Linked DNA regions of Mus musculus: region 2 is linked to region 1. Evidence: chromatin contacts called from public Hi-C data. All regions are on one chromosome and are shown on one strand. The core of a region is the stretch at or near the end of the contact, and the rest is flanking DNA. Distances in the headings are between cores, read along the strand shown. Region 1 overlaps Gnptab (N-acetylglucosamine-1-phosphate transferase, alpha and beta subunits). Region 2 has its middle 18 kb from the start of Gm4925.

The links. A called contact is a pair of places that touch in the nucleus more often than the background predicts.
Region 2: a Hi-C map of bone marrow-derived macrophages shows a contact between it and region 1, with 21 read pairs. The contact joins two enhancer-like sites. A contact is called at or near these places in 13 of 39 promoter capture datasets (the 3T3-L1 cell line, 3T3-L1-derived adipocytes, the C10 cell line and 9 more), 4 of 15 datasets of contacts at CTCF or cohesin (CD8 T cells, the NIH/3T3 cell line and pro-B cells), 66 of 484 Hi-C or Micro-C datasets (3T3-L1-derived adipocytes, the AML12 cell line, B cells and 45 more), 7 of 115 datasets of contacts at active chromatin or transcription factors (CD8 T cells, astrocytes, bone marrow-derived dendritic cells and 3 more) and 3 of 9 other capture datasets (adipose tissue, liver and pancreatic islet).

The regions. Positions count from the first base shown.
Region 1 is chr10:88,416,389-88,423,731 of GRCm38.p6, reverse strand. Gnptab (N-acetylglucosamine-1-phosphate transferase, alpha and beta subunits) reads right to left here. Exons shown (of 21, transcript NM_001004164.3): 6 at 4,543-4,607; 7 at 4,172-4,306. Among named protein-coding and RNA genes, the nearest start is that of Sycp3, 40 kb to the left of the region's middle. Within about 2 kb of position 2,866, at least 107 of the 459 cell types and tissues checked have an H3K27ac peak or open chromatin away from gene starts, as enhancers often do. A contact at or near this core is called in bone marrow-derived dendritic cells, bone marrow-derived macrophages and pre-pro-B cells, where this site is marked.
Region 2 is chr10:88,709,387-88,716,349 of GRCm38.p6, reverse strand. No RefSeq gene overlaps it. Among named protein-coding and RNA genes, the nearest start is that of Gm4925, 18 kb to the left of the region's middle. Within about 2 kb of position 3,864, at least 23 of the 459 cell types and tissues checked have an H3K27ac peak or open chromatin away from gene starts, as enhancers often do. A contact at or near this core is called in bone marrow-derived dendritic cells, bone marrow-derived macrophages and pre-pro-B cells, where this site is marked.

The sequences.
Region 1 (7,343 bases), core at 1,617-4,116:
AACAGGCCTGGCCTATAAACTTAGGGTGGCCTATAAGTTCCCTGGTGATGCACTTCAGCCAGTTAGGACCCAAAGGGTTTGCAACCACTCAAAATAGTGCCACCATCTGGGACTCGGGTGTTCAAACACAGGCACCTCTGGGGTACATTTCTATCCAAATCATAAGAGGACAACTCTGTGGCCGTCTGTTCAGTTATTCACGCGCTCCCAAATACCTTGTGTGTAAGTCCTGTCCTTCCAAACAGGATATAAATACCCGAGGGCAGGGCGTGTATCCCCCACTTCTGCATACCTGCACAGCAACCACCATCACTCAATTACAATTAATGTGAGCATTTCCTTGTGAGCTCTGGGCTGATTTCCCGAACGCTCCTCACACGTAAGGAATAGAACACAATCAAAGCCAAAGAAAATGGAAAAGCCCCACCGTAAATGAAAAATGTCTAAAACCACAGAAGGATGTGAGGTGAAGTGAAAATAAAGATGATAGGTAATTTATCAAGAGAGCAAGCCTGTATTTGTCACATCTAAAAACTCTACTGCTAAATCCGTAGGGAATGGGATGATAAGAAGACCCACCTTCAGGATTCTCAGAACAGAAAACCTGACAGGGGGTTGTGTGATGTACAGGGCGAGAGCGGTCACAAGGCTTGTAGGAATTCCGATCCTTTATCTTAGTAACACCTACTCTCTAGTCCCTGTCCTCCCCTCAGAGCTATAAAAGCACACTTTGACAGGACATACAACGGTGAGGGCTTATGCCTATATCAACTCACTGGGGGCGGATCACCACAGAATGGGCAGGCCTTCGCTCTGGTCCAAGGCCTGCATCCTGTGAGTGTCCTATAAGACCGGTGCTCAGCCCTTGTGTGGAGGTACAGAGGTGAACAGGAGAATGTTCTGAGCTGCAGCCTGTGGTGTCTGCTGGGCACGGCTGGGCCCTCCCTCCCTGTCTCCTGGACCACAGGCCTCAGCACAGTCCTGCTGGAAGAACACAGGAGCGTGGAGTGATTGAGCTGTTCCGGTTCCAACCCTCGGTGTCTTGTGGTCGTCCCTCTCATGTGTGGCACGTGCCTCGCTTGTCACACTAAACTGAGCAGACACTGTCACTGTAACTCCCCTCTGCACTGTTTATCTCCTCCTCCTGAGTCTTCCTTCTCGCTAACAGCTCGTTGACATACCAGCTGAGCATCTTTCAGATGCTCCAGGAACCAGTCCCACACTGGCCTCCCTTGGCCAGAGGCCCCTGGATAGGAAGAGCTTGCAGGACTGAACGTGCCCCTACTCTAAGGTGTGTGCCTCAGAAACACACCAGATCGTCTTCTTACTGTCCCAGCCCTCCCTGCCTTCAGGATAAGGGTTTTTCACTGAGCACAAGCGTACTGAGGACAGAGTGACATTGGTCTCATTAGTATAATGATGATCACATCAGGCAAGTTCTAGTTCAGTGGGTTCCAGGAACTTAATACAATCATTGCTGATTAAACTTTGTCATTTATTTATTTTTTATTTTGTGGTGTGGGAGTCTGTGCGTGTGCATGCGTGTGCATGTGGTGCATATGTGTGTGCATGTGTGTGAGGATGTATGAACACAAGAGCATGCATGTGAGAATCAGAGGGTAACTTGCAACCTTGCCTTGCCCATCTCCCCAGCCATCCCTAAGGAAGCCTGTGGCCTTTAGGAACTCCCCAGACACACTACCTACTTCCCAGCCCTCAACATTTTTTTCCAGGCTATTCTCAGAGCACTCCCTTCTCAACCCAGGAACAGTGGCTCTGTTGAGGACCCAGCTAAGGTGCAAAGCCCATTTAACTCCTACCTTGACTAAAACCCAGGCGTCCTTGGGCACTGCTATAGTGGAAGTGTTCATGTCCCAAGGAAATGTCTTAATTCCCTCTGTTCTCTCTCACATACTCCCTGGCATGCAGGAGGTATTTGATAAAAACCATCTAGAAAGACTGGGAACCGATGACAGGAACCACCCTTCTCAGAAGGTGTATAACAGAACCAGAAGGGGAAGAATGGAAGGGCCGGAGGCTGGGAAGTGGCTGCATAAAAGTATAGGGACCTGAGTTCTGGTCACCAGAACCCGTGTACGAGCCGAGCAGGCCTGTAAGCTCAGCGCTTGGTTGGGGAAAGGGAGACAGATTCCCTAGAGCTCATTGGTCAGGCAACCTGGCCAACCGCTGAGGCTGAGGCCAAACATTCCATAAGAGACTCCGGCTCATCAGGGGGAGAGTAACGAAGGAGGACACCTGACATCAACCTCTGGCCTCCCCATGCACCTACTCCTGTACACACATATACACACACTCTTGGGAGCAAGGGTTGCCCGCACTTTCCCCTAACAGACGCAGACTGGAAAAACTGAACTCAAATGCGCCCTCATCGGTTCCTACTGGGTCTCCATTTCTCCAAACTCAAGTCACCGCTACACCTTACACCCAGCTGCACACACCACACAGCAGCAGCTGGCAGAGCCTACCGCTGTTCAGAACTGTTATCTATGTCAGTACACACTGGTCACCAACAGGCATGTCAGGTGTTGACAGCACACAAGTGGGCCAACACAGCAGGATGTGAAAATATCCACACACAATTAAGACAAAATAAATTCCTAATTGCTTTTAAATTTTTGATTAATGTGGACTTACAGAAACAGAATCGGGAACACCATTCTTCCCACATAACGGGGATGAGTCGGCAATGGAAAGGACCGATGTAATTTATCGGTCATTCTGATGTTAGCGACTCAGCCAAAGCCAAATAAAGTTTGACTGAAACGAAAGCTAATCTGTCTATAGTTTCAACTGCTCAAATCAGTACTGAAAGTACCTCAGGGGAAGGAGGAAATGCGGCATCTATTTTAGGATAACTGAAGATTAACCACAAATACAACCCAAATACGGCTTCGTGCTATTCCGGTCCATACAAGTACTGCATGCTAACTGATTGCACTTCTGGAACTGTTTCTATGTCAGACGAAGAAAGGCTACAGGGGACAGCTGGGCACAGTGGCGAGTTCCTGGAGCACCAAGAAGAAGCAGAGGCAGGAAGGTTACAAAGTTTGAGGACAGTCTAGTCTACATAGCAAGTTGCCGGCCAGTCAGGATTACAGAGTGAGACCGCCCCAAACAAAAATGAGGATGAAGAAAAGAGGAGGAGGAAGAGGAGGAAGGGGAAACAAACTAAGGGACAAAGCTAGCTAGCTATGGGGAAGAAGGGAACCGAGAAAAAAACGACATCATTCACACAGCGGTTTTCTCACCGTAACACAAAGCACCTTAACCCATCGAAGCCAGGGAAGGAGGAAAAAGTTACAGGGATCTCTGGGTGGATGGAATGACTAATGCAAGAACTGAGAAAGAACTCGCTACTCCCTTTCCGCCACCCCCCACCTTCTCCAGCCCCTCACAAATTTTGTTAAATGGTAAAAACATGAGAGAGCCAGATTTCAACCATTCCAGAGGCAAGGACTGTACGCCTGCTCCTCTAAGACAAAAGAGGCTGTGTTCACCCCCACCCTCCACCCCCTAATGTGCTACAACAACGTGACGTAAGGTCATCAAGAAAACACCCACACGGCTGTCCCAGGCAGATGATTCAGAGAATAAGAAATGTTCGGGAAAAGGTCACCAGCCAACCAAAGTTGATCCTTAGAGAAAGAATGGTCAGGGCTGATGGCTAAGAAATACACTTATATCTTAAACACATTGGTGGCTGGATTTGCTATTAATCAGAATTTCATATTTTCAAACTTTATACATATCTACAACCCCTTATGAATGAAAGCTTTCATAGATGTGCATGTTAGAGTTCTAACTACTTCTACGACTTTCCCCAACACACCCACACATAGACATGTATCACAGACACACACATACAGAGACACACAAAAACACACACAACACACACAGAGTAAGAAAAATGTGAGTGATAAATTATAAAAATAGTAATTTCAGAGCTTAGTTTGAAGGTGCGAATCTGTAATACCAGCACTTGAGATGCTGAGGCAGGAGGATTGCTGGAAGCAGTGGGGGAGGCTCTTCCGCACAGATCTACTTCTGACAGCACACTGAGATGGGGCAGTTGCTCTTTGCCCTTTATGACTGTTGGCTAAACTTGCATGAAATAAGAGGTGCCATGCGGGTGGCTCCTTTTCTGTCTTACCAGCTTTATTTTAGAGGAAAGCTTTTCTGGCAGCTTTGTCTTCAGTTGACTCGTCTCCTTGAAGGTCGGTGGGAATCCACTCAGGAACGCCAAGCCTTGCATCAGCACTAAGCCAGGGGCTTCTTTGTCTGTTGTCTAGAACAAAGAGAAGATTCCACTCACCGTCCGTATCACGGAGCTGGGGGAAACTTACAGCGGAGAAGCTGGTGTGCTTCTGGCACAGGACTGCAGTCCCAGCATGCCTGAGGTGGAGGCGGGAAGACTGCAAGTTCAAGGCCAGCTGGGACTACACAGCAAGACCCGAGGTCTCTGTCACTCATACTTTTATTCTGGCCCAGTGCAAAAGAACAACTAGAGTTCAGAGGACATACCAAGTAGGCTCTCCAAACCATCTGTTTGCTGCCTCCCTTAAACGGTCCAGCATGGGCGTCTTCAACTACAATGAACAACACAAGAAGCATACATTTAATAAATAGATAAATGCTCATCTAGACTCTCTGGTAGAGCGCTATTCAGAACATCTTGGGAGCTAGTAATTAGCATAATACATGGGTTCAAGAAAGTAGTTAGGAAGCTAAAAGCCATCACGTTCAACAAAGGAGGCACACTGGAAAGCAGGGTACAAGTAAACATTAAACTCTATATTGCCAAGAGATGTATGCAGGCCACAGAAACCTGGAGTGCTCTGTAGAAACAGGCTAAGCTGCAAGGAAGAAGTGATGAGGGGGTGATAGGAAAATCTCAGATCTAAGCAAACCTGCATGAGAAGAGAAAACATGGTCAGACTACAGCATGACCTCTGGGATCGCCACTACTAGCAAGTAAGAGTGGCTGCACTTGAACAGGCAGAGGTATTTCCACAAGAGCAAGCAGCCCACACTCCTTTAAGAAATGGCTTTTCCACAATAAACGTCTTAGATTCATCAGGTGGAGCAGGGCTGGGCTGGTGGGCACTCAACTGCAGGAGAAGTATGAAAAAGAATGAACAGGGGACCCATCAAAGGTGCTGCTGACATCCAGGATGGATGGAGACAGAGGAATCACAGGGTGGGGGCTCTGATTCGGATGAGGGACAAATGAGGCAGGTCCTACAAACTGCAGCCTGGGGAGATGGACAGCCACCCTGGACGAGAGCCTCAAACATAACCTAGAAACAGAGCCGGGCCGGGCGGGGCTGTAGCTGACCAGAGAGGAGAGCACCTGCTTAGTGCACAAGGCCCTGGGAACGCTGAAGTGAAGGAAGTGGTAAAACAGGCGGGGGTGGTGTTCACTCTTGTAGCCTCAACACTCACAAAGCTGATGCAGGAAGACTGCCACGAGTTCAATACCAGCTTGTACACAGTGAACGCCAGACCAGCCAGGGCTGTACAGCAGTATCCGATCTCCAAAGACCACCACCTCGCCAACAACAACCCCACCCCTAAAAGCAGCAACACTGGCCATTAGGGGTGACTCTAACTTTTAAATACATTTATCATATAACTCTGTCTCCACAGATATAGAGGGCGATACCCTGGTAAGTTGGAGAATTATAATAGGTCTGGTATGTATAACATAACGTTCATGTAAAGTCCACAGAACGTCCTCACATCACCTTCCTGTTTCTAAGAGACACACAGGCTGAATACTCAGCAGGGGAGAGCATGGCCTGACCCATTCTGACTGAAGGATATGAATCACACAGCCATAGCCAATGCTTGAGAGCTTTGCTGTGGTTCTTGTCTCCAGGACACCATACCAAAGTTTTGAAAAGAAAAGGGAAGTGTCTGTGAAATGGGCAGACAAAGCTGACAGGGTTTTGTTTCTTTGTTTGCGACAGGTTTTCTCAGTGTAGCGCTGGCTGTCCTGGAATGCCCTCTGTAGACACAAAGATTCACCTGCCTCTACCTCTCCAGTGCTGGGACTTAAAGGTGTGCACCACCACAGGCCAATGGGATTTCTTATCCTAGATAACAGACTAACAACTCTCCAAATTTGTGGCTGCTTAGAGCAATGCATCAAATGTAGCAAAATGTAGCTTTTACAAAGGTACACTCTAAATGAGCACCACAGGCCAGTTCTACAAACAACCACAAGAGCTATTGACCAAGAAACCTAGGTGGGCTGGCCTTCAAAACGGGCCATACGCAAACACTCCCATCTTCCCACGCACTTCTGTCTGGGGCACAGTCACTCTGGCCTGGATTGTGTACTTTTTGTCCCTTCTCAGTTTATAGTGTCACTACGCACAGCAAACTAGTTAGTACGGAAAACGAGGCCAGGCGTGGTGGTGCACGCCTTTAATCCCAGCACTTGGGAGGCAGAGGCAGGCGGATTTCTGAGTTCGAGGCCAGCCTGGTCTACAGAGTGAGTTCCAGGACAGCCAGGACTATACAGAGAAACCCTATCTCGACAAAAACAAAACAACAACAACAACAAAAAAAAACCAAAACAAAAAACAAAACAAACAAAAAAAGGCAATTGCTCCAAAGACCCACTAACCCTCTATGGATTAAAACTCTGGCTTCCATGTGGCTACCACGCCCGCCCCTAGCCCCAATTCTCCACGCCCATCTTCTGCCTGCTTCCTCTCAATCATCTTCTCTAACACACAGCGGCCCCCTGCTCCTCAGACACAGCAGCCATGGTCCTGCTGTGGGAATGGCTTTTGCAATAGCTATTCTACCTCCCTGATAATTCTCTAGTCAGTCCTGTTGCTCCCCCCCCAACTTCTTCATCCTCTTCAGGAAGCCTGCACCACCACTCAGATTAGGATCTTTGTCCCCGTTCCTGACCACTGTGCCAATTTTTTCTCTGTGGCATTATGTTCTACAAAGTATGTAATTCACTTATTTGTTAATTATAGCTGGCCTTTTGCTACTTTGTGGGTTCTTCTGTCTTCCATCCTTTTCCACCCTTTAGACACTAGGTAGGAGACAAAGATTCCTGAATCTATTCTTTGTTTCTTCTTAGACCATGACTACTATCAAACAGCAACCCCCCTTCCCTCGCCCCTTGGAGCTCTAGCATTTATATGCCCTCTGAAGAGTCCCCAGAATTCCAAATGTCACACAATCACAGGAACTATCTGCAGCTGGCAAAATCACAGCCCTGCTAGAGCATGAGGCAAATCATAGCCAGCTGCTGTGGACAATCTGAAGCAGCTCCACATTCCACACCTGGGGTTAAAATG
Region 2 (6,963 bases), core at 2,615-5,114, 290 kb before region 1:
GGAGGCTCATGGGCTAAAGTTCAGCCTGGACTATGACATGATTTCAAAGCCATCTTGGGCTACTTAGTGAGGCCCCATATCAAAAACAAAAACCCACCCCTGCTTGCTGCCTGCTGTGATTTGAACAGCCCTGCTTCTACATCCCTCCATCATGATGAATTCCCATCCTAATGAACTTCCCACCTCATGCTAAGACCAGAAAGATGAAACAATAGTGCCATGGACCAAAACCTCCGGAACTAATAACCCAAGGCAGATCTCTGCAGGGTCCTTTGCAAACGCTGCTGTTCTCTGGCGTATGTCTTTGAACAGGAAGTTGAAATCCAACCCTGGCAACCATGCCTACAATTAAATGGGACTTGATACCATCATAACCCAGGTTTTAGGAAAACAAAGGGGCAGCCCCTGTACACTCCAGCTGACAAGGAAAAGATCGCATCTCACCCGACTGTGGCTGTAACTCTGAAATGAGTTGATTGGGGTTTAGAAAGTCCAATATGCAAAGAAGTTTACACACACAGTGGAAGTAGGAAAGTTGTCCTGTAATCACCTCTCACAACAGCTGCATTGTGGTCACTGCCTGGCATGTGCCCCAAATGTAGGACATTTTTAAACAGTAAGGATACCTCTCAACAAACCCAGAGCCCCGAGGTCTCTGCGAGTAACAGAGTTAGCAGCGAAAGGTAGTTCCATGAATGATGGCTTTCTGAAACTAAAAACACCCCGGACCAAGCAGACGGAGGTACTTTTCTTATCGTAGCTTTAAATTAGATCAAATTTTTAAAAAATAAAAATATGGCAGGGCAGTGGTGGCACATGCCTTTAATCCCAGCACTTGGGAGGCAGAGGCAAGAGGATTTCTGAGTTCGAGTTCAGCCTGGTCTACAGAGTGAGTTCCAGGATAGTCAGGGCCACACAGAGAAACCCTGTCTCGAAAAAAAAACTAATAATAATAATAATAATAATATCTACTATATTCAAGATACTGGGATTGACGAATAATACAACAAAGTTATTTTTCAAACATATATATTAGATGGATTTAAGGTTCACATAAGAAACTCTAATCTAGCTGGACATGGTGGTGCACACCTTAATTCCAGCACTCAGAGAGACAGGTGGCTAGATTTCTAAGAGGCCAGCCTGGTCTATTGTAGTAAATTCTAGAACAGAACAGACAGAGTTACATAGAAAGACAGCAGAGTCTCAAATAAATAAAAAAATGGAGAAAGGAGGGGCTGGAGAGGGAGAGGGAGAGGGAGAGGGAGAGGGAGAGGGAGGGGGAGAGAGAGAGAGAGAGAGAGATTCTGTTCTCTAATTAAAGTTAATACCTCCAGACCTGCAGATGGAAAAGAAAATGTCTCTTGTTCCTTAAACCAGAGTGATAATTGCATAACCATGAAACTCAATTGCATTGATTTGCTTTCTCCAAACAGAGCATTTCTCTAAGGCCCTGCTCTACTGTACTGGTTTCTAATGGATGTTGGTTTCTATGCCCCTCTCCAGCCCCTGCTCCACGGTTACTCTGGTTTGCCTCACAGAGGATGTGGAGCTCTAAAAGCCCGGTTGATCTCATGATTGTACGCAAGGATCCCCCTTTGACGATTTTTTTTTTTAAAGACAGAGTCTCAGTATATGGCTCTAGCTGTCGTCCTGGCTGTCTTGCCGAGCTCACTATGGAGACTAGACTGGCCTCGAATTCACAGAGGTCGACCTGCCTCTGCCTCCTTAGTGCTGGGATTAAAGGCGGGCACCACTGTGAGCTTGGCTTCATGTTGCTCTCATCATTTTAGTTTTCCAAGACGACTTCTGGAAGTGCAGTTTCCCTGGAAACCAGCATGGCAGGTCTAGGGAGTCAGAGTTTCGTAGGATTCTTATTCTGATTCTTTATAGGAGGGCAGATGAAATACACAACTTAAATACACACAGAAAATGAATGTTTGAAATGCGTAGTTCTGAGATTCCTTTTTTATTGATCTCCAATTCATATCTACTATATCTTGTGCTAGACAGATAAAACAATTTCCTTCATAAAACTAGAATGATTTCATTATTGCTTTTATAGTCAGGTCTCTGGTTTTGGGGGATTTTTGTTTGTTTGTTGGTTGGTTGGTTGGTTTTTGTTGTTGTTTGTTTGTTTTGCTTGCTTGCTTGCTTGCAGGCTTGCTTGGGTAGTTTGCTTTAGGTTCATGTATGTAAGTTGTACGGGTGCTTGTGTGAGGGATTGGGTGGGTGAACATGCATGTGATGTGTTCATATGTATGGAGGTCAGAGGCCAACCTCAAAAGTCATTCCTCAGGAGCCATCTGCCTTGGTTTTTTAAGACCACTGGGACCTGGAGGTCACCTATTAGGCTAAACTAGCTATCCCATTAGCTCCAGGCGCTCTGTGACTCTTCAAAGCACTGAGATCACATGCTTGTGCCACCAGGGTGTGATGTTTAGGTACGAGCTTGCACAGAAAGTACTTTATTGGCTGACTCTTTCCCCCATCCTCTACCTTTCTCTTTGGTTATTTGTTTGTTGGTTGGTTGGTCTATGTAGCCCTGGCTGTTATGGAACGCACTATATAGACTAGGCTGCCCTTGAACTCATAAGAGATTCAACGGTCTCTGCTTCCCAAGGACTAGGATTAAAGAGGTGTGCCACAATGACTGGCGGTCTGGAGATATATATATATATATATATATATATATATATATATTTTTTTTAATCAGGGTCTCACGTGGCCCAGGCTGGCCTTGAACTCCTGATCTTGTTGTCTCCAATTCCAACATAGCATGCACCATCATACCTGGGCCAATTTGCTCTTTTGGATAAATTGTTGCTCTCTATGAATTGAAATTTTATATTGTTTTATTTTAATTTGGTTGAGAGTCTCATGTATCCCAAATTAGCCTTGAACTGGCAATGTAGCTAAGGATGGCATTACACTTGTGACTCTCCTGCTTTGCTCTCCTGGTTCTGGGACTTCAGGTGTGTAGCACCAAATCCATTTTAAATAGTATTCGGGACTGAACCCATGACTTCATGCATGCTATTCAGGCAGGTATTCTATTAAGTAAACTACGTGTGCATGCTTGGGTATGTATGTGGACCACATGGTGGGCCATATACAGAAAGCAGAAGGCGGCATCGGACCCCCGGAACTGGAATTATAGATGATTTTAAACCATCATGAAGGTGCTGATAATCGAACCCAGCCAGGTCTTCTGCCAGAGCAACAAATGCTCTTAAGTGCTGAGCCATCTCTCTAGCACATACGTGGAGGTCACTGGGCTTGGCGAATCATCTAACTGCCTCTCTAATATATAGTGGGTTTTGTTTTCTTTTAGGAGGCAGGGTCTCTCTCTCTCTCTCTCTCTCTCTCTCTCTCTCTCTCTCTGTCTCGTGTCTTAGCTGTTCTGGAACTCACTATGTAAACCAGGCTGGCCTGAAACACACAGCGAGTCACCTGTCTCTACCTCCTAAATGCTGGGGTTAAAGGTGTACTGGCATGGTGGTTTTACCCATGCTAAAGAAACACAAAGTCAAGTTTGAGTGCTTCAGGCAAGAGAAGAAAGGTTGCTTTTTTTTTTTTTTCTTTTTTTGCATAGTCTAGAAGTCTTTGCTACTAGTTTCATAACATCTGATGCCCCAGATAGGATAGGTGTCAAAGAGGAAAGGGGGAGCTAATTGAGCACAAGTTCACATTCATGTGACTTTCCCACGTCGATGCCAGAAAAAAAAAAAAAAAAGCCAACGCATAAGTACAAAATAGCTTTTGGAAAAAAAAAAAAAAAACCCATGACTAAGCAAAACTGGCAATGCCAGGCTAGTTCTTCTTTTTGTAAAGGACTTGAAACTTGCTAACTTACTAGGAGTGCGTTTCTCATGCCTGGGGACCATTTTCACATCCCTCCTTCGCCAGCTTGGTATTTCCTTCCCTATTACTTAAAAGTTTTCTAGATATTCTGAAAGGGGAAACGTTGATGAAGATAGATGCAGGTGACTTAAACATTTCTCAAAGGGTAAGGACAGGAATTTCTTCGTTGGATTTGCTTTGCAGAGAGCAAGGAACTTTGATTATTTACTTAATTTTGTTAATCATGGGGGGTGAAAGTGTTAAATCTGTATTAAAAGTAAATATGAGCTTAATGTTTGTTCAAGTGAATGAATTATCTTTAAGGTTCCTTCATTTTTATTTTATGTGTGTGTGTGTTGCTTGCATGTATATAATGTATATATGCATGTGCTCTCTACCACCCCTGAAGCCAGAAGAAGACATTCGAGCACCTGCAATTGGATTTACAGGTGGTTGTGAAACACCATGTGGGTGCTGGGAACCGAACCTGGGTCCTCACCCAGACCTACCTCTACAGAAGACCAGATGAAACAACTAGCCTCATGGGACTGAACAACTATGAGATTCCATCAATATAGAGAGACATTCCATAAGTTCTGTGACTCTAGAGAATCCTGACTAATCAATCTATCTATCTATCTATCTATCTATCTATCTATCTATCTATCTATCTATCTATCTCATTGGACAGTCTCACTATGGTCTAAAACTTGCTATATAGCCAGATAGTGAATGCCTGTCAGGTGCTGAGATTACAGCCTATACCACCATGACAAAAAAAGATTCAAACACTGTGTTTTAAAAATGTGATGTGGTCCCCAGGGTCTGGACTGTAGCTCAGTAGGAGACCACGTGCCTAGGGTAGGTAAGGTGTCCACTCCTGACACCGCCAAATAAAACACTCCTGGAGAAAGACAATTGTTTGTTTGTTTGTTTGTTTGTTTGTTTTAATCTGGATCTCTCTTGTCCAGGCTAGCCTTGAAAGTAGACATCAACCTGCCCCTGCTCCAGGCCCTGTCCCAGACCCTATCCCTGCCCCTGCCCCTGCCCCTGCCCCTGCCCCAGGCCCTGCCCCAGGCCCTGCCCCAGGCCCTGCCCCTGCCCCTGCCCCTGCCCCTGCCCCTGCCCCTGCCCCTGCCCCTGCCCCTGCCCCTGCCTTCTGAGTATGTAATTAAAGGTGTGCACCACCACAAAGAAAGACAGTTTTGAGTCTTGTGTGTTGTTCGTTTGTTACTCAAAGTTGAAGAGTTTGTGTGCCATGCCAAAATTAAGAGCTAGACAACTTGCTTTTGTGGGAGGTGATAGCAGATTAGGACACCTTGTCTCATTGCTCCACTCTATGGAACAGCTATGGTGTTGTTCTGAAGCCTCATGTGGTAGCATCAGTGCTGGCCCGAGCATCTTCTCCTTGCCTGGAGGCTGACAGATCATCCACATGGGCTTTGCTCGGGTGTTGGCAGAAGATGAATCCAGAGGTGCTACTCAGCACTGTCACTGCATTGCTACCTTTTCTTCAGTCTCCCCCCTATGGCAGCTGCTTGCAATGAGATAAATCTCCCTGAACCAATACAAAGTGTTTGCTTAAATATATTGTAAAGAATAAGAATCAAAACAGTATAGACATTGGGCTCTCATTTATAGTAAAGGAAATACCTACCTGTGAGCATGTTCATAAAATATACCTGAATGGATTCATTTGATTATTAGCAGGAATTAACTCTGAGATGGTGACCTAGCAAAGAAGTCAAAGAAGGACAAGCCCTCATTCTGAGGGTGTTGTTGTTGGAGTGGTTAAGTCACACATTCAAAATAAATAAATAAATAAATAAATAAATAAATTTTATCTCAATTTTTTCTTTATTGTTACATTGTGTGTGTTAGAGTGCATTGTGTCTGTGTATGTGCAGGTGCTGTGTTGTGCATGTGTGCATGCATGTTAATGTGTGTGTATGTGCATCTATGTGGGTGTACCACCTGCCCATATGAGGTCAGAGGACAACTTTTTTTTTTTTTTTTTTTTTGGTTTTTCGAGACAGGGTTTCTTTGTGTCGCCCTGGCTGTCCTGGACTCACTGTGTAGACCAGGCTGGCCTTGAACTCAGAAATCTGCCTGCCTTTGCCTCCCAAGTACTGGGATTACCGGCATGAGCCACCACTCCCCAGTGGTAGAGGACAACTTTTGGGAGGTGGGTTTCTCCTTCTATTTATGGTTTCCAACAATCTTTCTAGGCGATCAGGTTGCTAGGTACTCATTGACTTTAAATTTAGAAGAAAAGAGATAGTCACCCCATCTCTGTTATGTGCTAAGGTTTCTCACTAATCTATCCTATCTATTTATCTATCAAAGGTTTCAGTTCTGCAACATTAGCCACTTAGATGAGTCTACAGTCAAACCACCCTCAACACGCCTGATCTCCACTGGTCTCAGAAGCTAAATCGGGGTCAGGCCTGCTTGATGTTTAGATGCAACAGCACTTGGGAAGACCTGGTGCTGTAGTGAAAACCATAAAATAAAGAACCGACTTGCGGGGCATGGTGGCACATGCCTTTAACCCCAGCACTTGGGAGGCAGAGGCAGGTGGATTTCTGAGTTCGAGGCCAGCCTGGTCTACAGAGTGAATTCCAGGACAGCCAGGACTACACAGAGAAACCCTGTCTCGAAAAACCAAAAAAAAAAAAAAAAAAAAAAAAAACCAATTAACCCCCCCCCAAAAAAACCAAAAAACCAAATCCCCCCCCCCCAAAAAAAAGAAAAAGAAAAAGAACCAACTTAAATGAATATTGTTAGGCTTAAAAAGTAAGCCTGGCCAGGTGTGGTGGTGAATGCCTTTAATCTCAACACTGAAGAGGCAGAGCAATTGAGGATCTCTGTGGATTTGAGGCCAGCCTGGTCTAGAGAGTGAGTTCTAGGACAGCAGGGCTACACAGAGAGACCTCAATCTTAAGAGAAAAAAAAAAATGAATACAAAGAAACAAAAAGAGTAAGTGATGGTTGCCTATAAGAGTCAGAATGAGGCAGATCAGAAACGACAACTTTTGTTGTTGTTGTTGTTGTTGTTTTTTGTCTTTAGTTTTGGTTTTTGAGACAGGTTTTTGCCACCACGCCCAGCTGCTTTACAAC